Regions from separate parts of the Gossypium hirsutum genome. Here region 2 is linked to region 1. A link is a contact called in public Hi-C data. All regions are on one chromosome and are shown on one strand. Each heading gives the region's core, a stretch centred on a gene start, on an enhancer-like site or on the middle of the called end of the contact. The rest is flanking DNA. Distances are from core to core; before and after follow the strand shown. Region 1 holds the start of LOC107932601 (growth-regulating factor 1). Region 2 has its middle 19 kb from the start of LOC121203117.

Evidence for each region. Hi-C and Micro-C count contacts between places; a contact is called where the count stands out from the background.
Region 2: a contact with region 1 is called in a Hi-C map of leaf, with 2.3 times the contacts expected there. The contact joins the enhancer-like site here to the promoter of LOC107932601 in region 1. A contact is called at or near these places in 9 of 34 Hi-C or Micro-C datasets (callus, leaf and seedling).

Annotation. Positions count from the first base shown.
Region 1 is chrD03:3,275,104-3,280,958 of Gossypium_hirsutum_v2.1, forward strand. It overlaps LOC107932601 (growth-regulating factor 1), which reads right to left and starts at 4,204. Exons shown (of 4, transcript XM_016864659.2): 1 at 3,516-4,204; 2 at 3,014-3,217; 3 at 2,493-2,826; 4 at 1,320-2,195. The coding sequence starts at 3,897. The coding sequence ends at 1,430.
Region 2 is chrD03:3,315,937-3,321,666 of Gossypium_hirsutum_v2.1, forward strand. No RefSeq gene overlaps it. Among protein-coding and RNA genes, the nearest start is that of LOC121203117, 19 kb to the right of the region's middle. Within about 2 kb of position 2,010, at least 1 of the 9 cell types and tissues checked has an H3K27ac peak or open chromatin away from gene starts, as enhancers often do. A contact at or near this core is called in leaf, where this site is marked.

The sequences.
Region 1 (5,855 bases), core at 2,954-5,453:
ATGAGAGCAAGTATATCTCGACATCAAAAACCCTAACTGTGTTTCTGCCATACTTTCACTGTATTTGGTCATACATTTAATGTAAAGGGTTAAATCATGAGGTCTAAATTTAGTAAATTCTTATACTGAGGTCTGATTTTTTTTTAAGTTAAGAGCTTATCTTAAAAATTATTTTCATATTGAGGCCTAAATTAGCAATTATTCTCGTATTGGGGCTTGAATTTTTTTGTCCAAGTTAGTTATTGAACTTGACAATAATTCTAGTATTGAAGCATAAACTTGGTAATTATTCCCAAATTATGACTTGAACTTTAGGGCTTTCAAAAAAATATCATGAATTAATATAGACCAAAAAAAATTTATGTCTCAATGTAGAAATAATTGTTGAGTTCAGAGCCTGACTTGTAGAAAAATAATATAAATCTCAATGTAAAAATAATTGTAAGTTGAAGCCGAAAAAGTGATTTAACCCTAATGTAAAATATGTTGCATATATGCACATCACATGATATACTCAATTCTGTACCATGCAAGGCAGAGAGTCCTGTTTTTAACAGCATTCAAACCCTATTTTTATCCAAAAAAAGAAAAAAACTATTGATCACAAAATCTTGCAGGGAATTTCACTTCTGTTTATGTTACAAGGCTGTTTTAACAGCTGCCGACAAAAGGATATTTGTTTTTTGCAGACTCTTTGATGTTTGCTGACAAAAAAAAAGCATTTCTTTTTAGTGATACATTCTAAAAATTTGTGTTGTTAACCAATGAATTTACTCAGCTAATGTTAGATTCTTTCAAGACACAAAATCCTTGTTAAAATTCTTACAGATATTTTAAGGGTCCATATTCCAACCCCCAAGAACTAACTGGACCAAACATCAAAATATTAGTTTCAGAGATTGGGTCCCCATGTTTTCAATTAGTATCATGATTCAAGGTCAAGCCACAGGGTAGGGTAAGTGGCTGGACCATCCTGAGCCAATGGGGTCAGTTAGCTGAGTGGGGAACAGTCCACAAATGTGCCTCCTGCTAGGAGTCCATGAAACTCTATCCTCTTTTTGTCATCTCAATAATGTTCCCAATCTACCAATTGGAAAACAATGTCAAAGGGGTCTGCCACATAATGCCCCATCACAGTCAATCATCAATATGTATTTTGCATATTATACATATATGTGTGTGTGTGTATGTATGTATGAATGAATATGATGTAAGTTTCAGCACTATCATTTGATCAGTGCTTGACCCCACTTTTCCCTGTTAATCATGGAGGTTCTTCAATGGATAAAAGTTCAAATGTATGCGAAGGCCTTAAATCATATCATAAATCACTTCATACACCCACAAAGCTATGTTCCTACTAAAAGATTAACAAACTGCAAGTTCTTACAAGCTTTCTTCTAATGAACTTGATCCAAGCTCAGTTTTATTAGCTTCTGATTATGGAAGGAACCGAGGCAGCACCAAGGAGTTTCTTGTTGTTCTCAGCTATTGGACTGCTCCCTGAGCTGCTATTCGAAAGTGAACTGAAAGGCGTGTTCTGCAATTGTATGCGGTTGCCATCCAACCCTTCCGATAAGAAGGTAAGTGTCGATGAGTTCTGGCAGCTACCTGCGTTGTTCGTCGTGTTGTTTAAGATCTCTCCTAATGGACCTCCCATTGAACCTCCCCAAGATATTGGTATCCAGTTAGGTTGCCTTTTGGTTTGTTCAGTGATGTCATTGTTCACTCCTAAACCCATTTGGATCTGATCGAACTCCTGAACTAACCTAAGAGATGAAAGGTCGAGTTTCTCTTTCACTGGTGAGGACAAGGTTGATGAGAACTCTGATGTTACCATAGGAATAGACATCGAGAGTTGAGTCCAGTCAGGTTTTAACTCATTTGGCCAAGTAACAATAGAACGACTAGACTGATCCTTGGGCCAGTTATCAATGAATTGGTGAGGCGGTGTTTGATCTTGTGTTTCTTGACCAGTGAAGTCTAGGAACAGACCATGACCATACTCCTTAGAGTTCATGTAATAGCTTTTATGCGACGGATTGACAAGAGAATCGGAAGCAACATGTCCAAAATCCGATAGAGATGATTCTACAAACGGAACACCTTGTTTTGTAATGGTGAATGTGGTGGAGTCATCAGATTTCAGGTTGGTGGTGGAAGACAACACCGAAAACCCCCGTTGATCTTGTATTCTGCCACGAATAAATCATAACCGCAATGAACAAAATGAAAGATCCCAACAAAAAAAAAAGAGTTAAATCCAAGCCTATACAACCGAGTGACCAAGGTACCTAGCAAGGAGAATCCTAAGTCCCAACTACAAGTGTGGCCAATGTCACCAAAAGTAAAGATGGCACAATAGGGTCCTACTTTAAAGTAAAGAGAAAGGAACAGAAAAATATATGTATACAAACAGTTAAAGCATAATCATTATTAATATCAATGTAAGCAAGTAAAGCAACCTCAAAAGCATAAAGCAAGTTTTTTACCTGTTCACAAGGGTGTCTGAAGAAGGATCAGCAGCACCAGACCGGTGCTGCAGTGCAATTGCGAGACTATTGGCTGCACCACCACTGGTTTTTGCCGATGCCAACATAGAGGAAGACATCGACTCCACCTTTGAATTAGTGGCAGTGTGGCCGGTCTGGCCTTCCACAGGCTTTCTTGAACGATGGCGGCCCCTGTTTATATGCCTTTCACAATACTTTTGATCAGCAACGGCATCCCGGGAGCAACGCCATTTCTTTCCATCCGTTCGACGACACCTCCCTGGCTCAGGATCGGTGCTGCCAGTATACCGCAGATGGAAAGAACCCCATCCCACTACATAAAAGCCACACAATGATCAATGATGAAGACAAAGCAAGCAAAAAATTACTTTATAGCTAAAAATCACCTTTTTTTTTCATTTGTGATACCTATAGCTTTGGATAAAACTTTCTACAAAACATAAACAGATCACTCTGCACAAAACTGTTCGTTTATGCACCAAACAAGATAAGAACTTTACATGAATTATAAGGCAAGGATCCAACAGATGAACTGGTGAAGCCATAGGGGTAAAGGGATTTCTTCAAAGGAGTGAGCAAATTAGAAGGTACAGGCACATTAGACATGATGTATTTGTAGATCAATGCCTGGTGTTGTAGCTCAATCCATTGAGATGGAGTTAAAACCCCATGCATGGTTGCATTAAGGTTTCCACTACCATATCCTGAAACAAAACATTTAAGGGTTATAATCACTTGTCTGCAACATTTACTGTTTGCTACATATGTCCATTGTCCTTATTTTGCCAACTATTTTAATAATGTCAATGAACCCAATAGCAAGAAATGTTGGGATTAAGAATAAAGTAAGTGCCTATGAAAAGACCTTCACAATCACATTGAAACAAATATGCTTAAACCCTTTAAACAAACCCCATTTTAATGAACAAAATCATATCACCAAGTACCAATTTTTTTTCTTTTACCTAAAAAATAAAAAACATAAACTTTCAAACACATTACCTGCATTTCTAGTATACATAGAGAAGTCGTTGCTTTGTGTAGTTTTCTCCATAAAGTTACCATCTTTTCTGATAAAAGGAAGTTCAGATTTGAGTGAAGAGAAGCTAATCATATGATCTTGTTGTTGTTGGGGAGTTTCATTAGATCTCAACAAAGGAATGCCTTGGTGCAATGGCATTGTCTTCGGTACCTTACAACTTTTCCAGTGATCTTCTTCTTCAGCTGAATCAGAGGATCTTTCTTGCTTGGTAAACCCGGATCCGAAAAGCTTAGGCTTGGACTCAACTGGTGGAGATGGAGATGGAGATGGAGATGGAGATGGAGATGGAGCTCCATTATTAGGACCCACAATACCATCCAAACCCAGAACCCCAAAATCCATATAGAACCAATAAACAAAAACAGGGCTCTAAAAAGCATGAGTTGTTGTTGATGATGATGATGACATGGAAGGGTTGAAAGTTGAAGCTTTGGATAAAAACAAGTGTTTGAAGACAGAGAAAGAGAGGAGCATCTTTAAAAGGACAAAGGTGTTATGTTTTGGGTTTTTTCTTTCACTGTTTCAGATCAGATTTTTTTTGGGGGGGGGGGGTTCATCTTTGTAATGGAAGTATCACAATTTTAGAGACTATGAGCAAAAACTATATAAAAAAAAGGGAGCAAACAAGGGTATAATATAGTACCACACTACGCCAATATATCCCAGACATGTTAGCACATATTTATCCATGGTTTTTCTTTTAAAGTGAAAAAAAAAAAAGCATCCGTTGCTTTCAAGGAAAGGTCAAAGTTACAAAATTCTCCTTGTTCTAAGAGCTCTTCCTTCTTTTCGAGTTTATTTTTTATATTAGTTTTTTTTTGAGATATTTGGTTTTTCTTCTCAATAATATAAGAGTGTAATATGATTTAACACTATAACCCATATTTTTGTTGAGTTTAGTTCATTGCATAATGGTTAAACCTTTCAAGATTAACCTTAATAAAAGTATATAAATAAAAGCTTTTCACACATTTCAATCCAGTTTAGACTAAAACACATGATAATTAAATCAAATATTACTTGAAAAGAAAAAGATAATAATAAAAACATAATTTGAAACTTAGAGGCCCAATATGATTTTAAAGTCAAATTTTAAAATTAATTAATTTAGCCCATACCCATACATATATAGAATGAAGAATGATTTTCTTTTAACTTACTTATTGGCATACATCGAAAAAGAGATAGCTAGAGATTTTTCAACAGATTCTAACATTGATGAGTTCGATCTTATGAAAAATGGAATGTACAATTTAGGATGCTTAGTATTGAGAAATAGGACTAAGGCCAAGTTCTTTTTAATTTAATTTTTGGAATTATAATGATATTTATGAAATTTTTAGCATAGTATTAGTTATTCTTTTTTGCATATTGGAAAGAAATATTTAATTTTATACTGCGTGATTTTTTTCTTTTAATTTTTTATAGTTAAATCTTTCATACTTTTTAAAAAATATTAAATTGATTTGTTTGATAAGAAAAAAAATATCTGAAAAAAATTGACACTTTTTTATGTTAAAAAAAGGTGGTTCAGATTTAGAAATTTCACCCTCTTTAGAGTAGAATTTTGGATCCGTCCCTAATGACTAAGCTTATTGAAAGACTTGATTGATACTTTAAAATTCAATTAAAAGATTTTAAATTTAAGAACCAATTTAAATTTTAAATCTTAATTTGAGGACATATTGTGAAATTAATTTTTTTAATTACGACTTAAATCCATTATGCATCTGTTTTTTTTAATTATTATGATTTAGTTATTTGTAATTTTAATGATACATGTGAATTTTTTTAAAAAAAATAATTAAATTAGGCTTTTTACTTTTGTTATATATATATTCTTAAATCTATAATTTATTTTAAGGAATTTAGTAACTACCGTTTAGATTAGTACTAAATTTTCAAAATTCAAAAAGTAAAAAAGAAAAAGAAAAAGATTAAATTAGAGTAGAATGATTAACTTGACAACTTTTGTATGATAAAAAACTACCAATAAAATTTAACCTACTCAATGTAATAATAAAGAAATATCAACTATGGACTTATTTAGATGAGCTTTTTCTATAATGCAGTAAAATTATTTAACTCACAGTTATAATAATTAATCTTATTGTTACCACCATCTTTAAAATATACAAATCCAAACACCTAAATCAAACGGGGAGACGAAATTTGTATGCTTAAATCTAGGGTTAACGTTGGTTAGTGGGACAATCCCTAACTCCACTAGCCAACTACCTCTTACCAAAACAAATAATAATAAAATATTAATTATTTTATTCAATATAAATATTAAGTAT
Region 2 (5,730 bases), core at 760-3,259, 39 kb after region 1:
TCATTTAATTATTATTACCAATATGATTATTAATATTAATATTATAATTATAATTATGTTATTATTATATTCTTTTATTTTACTTATTATTTATCATTCTACCCACATAACCATTTTAAATTATTTTATTATCACTATACTGTACATTAAGTTTAAATCATTTATCCATTTGTATATAACGGCCGAGTAAATTTCAAAACATATCATCTTAAGTGTTACGTTTATTTTTTTCAGCAATGCATAAAAAGGAAAATTTTTAAACCGAGGCAAACGTTCATTATTTTGAATTTAGAAAAGTCGTGTTCCTAATTTACGGAATATGACTTCCTTCTAAAACCGAGATAGTCGAATGTTTACTTTAAAATAAATAAAAATGAGATTTAAATAACGATCAATTGGTGTTTATTCTCGTTTTCGAGGATTTGAGGCATTGTGTCCTAACTTATGGGACATGATCTTTTTTTCTCGATTAACTTGAAATAAACCCTTTTTGCAAAAATTACTTTAGTTAGATAGTGCCTTAACACAAAAAGGATCTTGTTTTAAACTCTTTTCAAATTTTCAATTCATGACACTAAGACACTAATTAATCAACAATGTACCAATTGTGGGTGTTACGAGGGTGCTAATCCTTCCTCGTGCGTAACCAACTCCCGAACCCATTTCCTAAATTTTGTAGACCAAAATCGTTGTTTTAGTAAATCAAAGCGTTTATTAAAATGATCAAATTATGAGGTGAACCGATCACACCTCAAAAAAAAGGATTGGTGGCAACTCCCATTTCGTTTCTAAATAAAAGGTCGATTTAAAAAAAAGGTTTCGACAATTATATTCAATATTTTAATTGTAAATTGTATTATATTCTAATATAATTTTGTGTTAAAAATAATATATATTTTTTCAATTAATATGTATAAATTTTTTTAAAGTTACAAATTCAGCAAAAAAATACATTTAAATAATTTATAATTAGGATTAATCATCGTAAAGTTGAATCCAATCGCTAAGCAGACTTCAATAAAAATAAATCTATATAAAACCTACATCTAGTAAGACATAAACTAACATAAATATGAACTGAAAACCCACGTATTGATTATACAAAATGAGCCTCTATAATATCTCAAGGTTCTTAGAGTATTTAACTTTAGCCATAAGTTTATTTTTATAAATTAATAGTTTTTTTTACCTTTTTAAATATTTTTTATGCAAATATGTGTTAAATTTTAATTTTGTTAATTATAACTTTTAAGTTTGAGATGGATTTACTTTTTAATTTTTATATTGTAATCAATTTATTTTATATTAAAACCTTCAAAATAATTCAATGAATTCTTCGCAAGGTTATTCTATAACTCAAATTAAATATATATTTAAAATATTTAATTCTAATTCTAATTAAATTTAAATATATATTTTATAAAAGAAATCAAATATATTTACTTTTATAATTAAATTTTCATTATTTAATAATAGAAAAGGTAAATGAATAAATAAATAATAATGGTATTTTTTTAAAAAAAAAACTCTTAGGAATTCTAAATTTTAAAGGATTTATGAGATTTTTTTTTCCAAAATTGAAGGATAGATATGTATTTTTAAACCATAAAGGGTAAGCATATTTAACATTAAATCGGAGATAGTTAAAAGTGTATTTTACTATATTAATAATTCTAATTAAATGTGAATGCTCAATTAAAAAAATAATTAAAAATATATTATTTTTATAAAATAATAAAATATTAATATGAAAATATTTTCTAAAAGAATAGCGATATAAACTTTAGACACCAACTTTACTATTATAACTTAAATTTTATATAAATTTCTTTTAAAAATATATTTTTTACATAATATTTTTTCACAATATAATATTTATAATTATCATTATATCAAAATCTTAATTTATTTTTTATTTTTGACGAGTTCTGAAATATTCTGGTCAAGAATGGAGTAAAAGAAAGTCCAATACTTTAAAGGGCCTTTACGACATTTCACTTAAGGTAGTACATCTTCGCATTGGAAGCAAGAATCGCTTTCATGAACGTGCTCAAGCTCGTGGGGTCCAGCTCTTCTTCACGTGCCGTTATATTTTAATTAGGAATTTTGATTTTCTGTCCCCATTTTTTTATAGTAAAATGTGATATTCAAGTAAAGCTCTCGTAATAACATCAGTTTCAATATTTAAATTTAGTTCAAATATTTGGGAAGAAGTCTATTCTTATTTGTTCCAACCACTCGTTAATAATTTTAATTTTTTTTAACCTTGAAAATAAGATTTTAGATCAAATACAAAAACATAATATGAATACGATATTTGTAATAAATACTAGAGTACGACACACCTAATATGTAAGTAAAGAACAAAATTATGTAATAAATGCATTTATAAAAAAATGATATAAATACTAAATGAGGCTTTGATTTAATGGTAAAAGAAACAGTTTATGAATAGGTCAATTTATGTTGGATAAATTTCAAAATTATATATGAATTTTGATTTAATGTGTAATTGTATATATGAACTTTAATTTGGTGGAATTATACACATGAAACTCTAATTGTGGTTCAAATGTATACTTGAAACTTTAATTTTGATTTAATCATACACATTTAAAGAAATAAAAAAATCAATTTATTTTTATATTGGATAAATATAATTATTCATGTATGCAATATATAAATATAAAATGATGTTATATCAATAATTATGTTAATAATTTACAAGAATTGGATCAAATCAAAATTTCATGTATAAAATTGCACAAAATCAAAGTTCATGTATACAATTTGCACATTAAACCATAGTTCTTGTATAGTTTTGGGATTTATCAATGATGTTTGAACTAGATTAAGTCAATCAGTTGGATTAGTTGGACTAGGATCTAACTGGAGTATCGGTTCGAAGAATAAGTTCGAACCGATCAGATTAAAAATTGTTACTAATCGAAAACGGAGATTGATTATTCACCTTCTCAATTATTTTTAGCAAATATTTCCATCTAAATATAAAATATATTTTTTAAAAATATATATGTTAATATTTAAATCCTAGCAATTAAAATTTATTAGTATTAATCCCTTATATATGTGTGAGATAACACAAAAGGTTATTTATTAGACTTACAATAGATCAAACTCACACACCCACACACCTATTTAAACTATTACACATGCATAATCTACGGATTGATCTCACCATTATTTTGGAGATATTGATGAATATCTAACCCAATTTATTTACATGCACCAGCATGTTTTATGATAAATAAATTGAAAGTGTTGGGAAATTAAAAACAATTCATGGAAAAATAAATATGTGGGGGTTCGAATTACTTCTCCCCAACTCACTTCTATTCTCCACCTTCCATTTCAAACTCATTTGAAACTTTATTTTTCTTACATTGTGGTGTAACAGCCCGGTTTAGACTCTAGTCGGACAGTGGTTTCAAGACCACGAATCTGAATCAGAAAAATATTTTAATATTATTTTTGGTGTCTATAACATGTTGATTTATATGTGAGAAAATTTCGTGTGAAAATTTTATCGTTTGTGTGCTCAATTTTTAAAAAAAGGACTTAATCGCGTAAAGTGTAAAAGTTGTGTTCTTATAGTTAAAGGTGTCTATTAGCTATGGAACCTTAAAGTGAAGGTCCTTAACTGGTAATTATCCCATTTTTGAGATAGTGGATGATAGTGGGATGGCACATGGTGTAATTATTAATATTACTAATGGTTAGTTAGGTAAATTAGTAAATAATGTTAAATTAAAATAAAACAAAATGTATTGTCATCTTCCACTGTTCATCTTCACCGAAAATTCAAGGAGAAGAAAGCCATTGTTGGCTTTAACATTCGGCCATGTTAAAGTAAAATAAAACAAAATGTATTGTCATCTTCCACTATTCATCTTCACCGAAAATTCAAGAAGAAAGACATTGTTGGCTTTAACATTAGGCCAAGCTCTCATTGCTCAAATAGGTATGGTTTTAGCTTCGTTTTTAATGATTTCTACGTTTTTGAGATCATTGCAGCTTAATCTAGCTAGCCCATATCTCTGATTTCAAAAATGTTAAAGTATTTGAATGTTGTCATTGTTGAATGCATGAGTATTTTGATAGTTGATGATGGAAAATAAATATTTGTTGATAGATTAATATGTTTAATTAAATGATTTTTGATAAAAATGTGTATTAAGGATTAAATTGTGAAATTTATAAATTGAAGGGTCAAATTGTGAAATAAATTGAATAAATGGGCTACTAAGGACCTAAGGTAAATTTGGCCTAACATGGGTTTGTTGAAATTTTGAGTAATTTGTGTTATTTTGAAATAGGGACTAAATTGTGAAAATATAAAATCTTAGGGGATAAAATGCAAAATGCCCACATTATGTATTATTGGATAAAATTGAATGAATATGTTATTAAATAATCCAAATTTGAATTGATTAGATCAAGAAAAGAGGAGATCGGATTTGGATCGAGGAAAAATAAATTTTTTTTGAATAGTCGTCCGATTTGTTCATGTCCGTACGAGGTAAGTTCATAAGTGAATAATTGTTGTTAAATTCATATGAAAATGTATTTAATTGTGTCGAGTTGAATTTTAGTAACTATATATGTGTATGTTGAATTAATATAAGTATAGGAGAAGTAACTACGAGCTTGAAACGAATGAATTAAGTTCGAAAGCCTCGTACGAACCATAGGAATAGTTAGGATACACATGTCATGACATAAGATTCCGATATGAGTTATCGTGTAAGACCACGTCTAGGACATTGGTGTCGATTTGAGATTTACGTGTAAAACCATGTCTGAGACATCGACATCATATATGATTTCGTGTAAGACCCTGCCTGGGACAGTGGCATCGATATTTGATTACATGTAAGACTACATCTGGGACATTGGCATTGTAAGAGCTTCCGAGCTATCCGAGTATCCTTATTGATTTCGAACGGTTCAACGGACAATATCGAGAAATGAATGACTATGTGAAAGTATATTCGATTCAGGTACGTACGAAGTGTATATGATATTCAAGAGTGAAAAGTGAGTATGTTTCAAATGACGACATGTGAAATACATGACAATGAATAAAATAAATGTATATAAATGAACGTTGTGATATTTATGCTCGTTATATGAAATTGTAATGAAATAAGCTTAATTATATTCAAGAGTTCGAGTACAATGAAATTGTGGTCCTATGTTTCGAACATGGGACTTATGAAATATGAAACATGGTTTTGAGGTATGCTAGTTTGGTTTAAAAGATGATTAGATAAATGTTATTGATAAGGTTAAATTATTAAATATGTTATGTATATGTGAAAGAGTTAAATAAGCATGTTTTGATTTGTTGGTTATGTGTTTTGTATGACCGAATGTGATATATATTTGAATGAGAAGTATATGTGGTTCGAACAGTGGAATTATGAAGCATGTGTAATATGACTTTGATGTATGGTAGTTAATTTGAATTTTGAATTGATAAATGAGATTTGCTAAATTCGGCCTAGTTAAAGTGAATTATGAATATAATTAAGATGATTTATTTGTTTATGGCTTACTAAGCTTTCAACGCTTACTCTGTGTGTTTTTCCTATGTTTATAGAGTTTTAGAGACTTTCTCAAGTTGGAAGTTGGAAGTCATAGGAGACCTCATCACACTATCCGGTTATCGCTTCGGTAAATATAAGCTTTGAGTTTTTGGTTATGTGG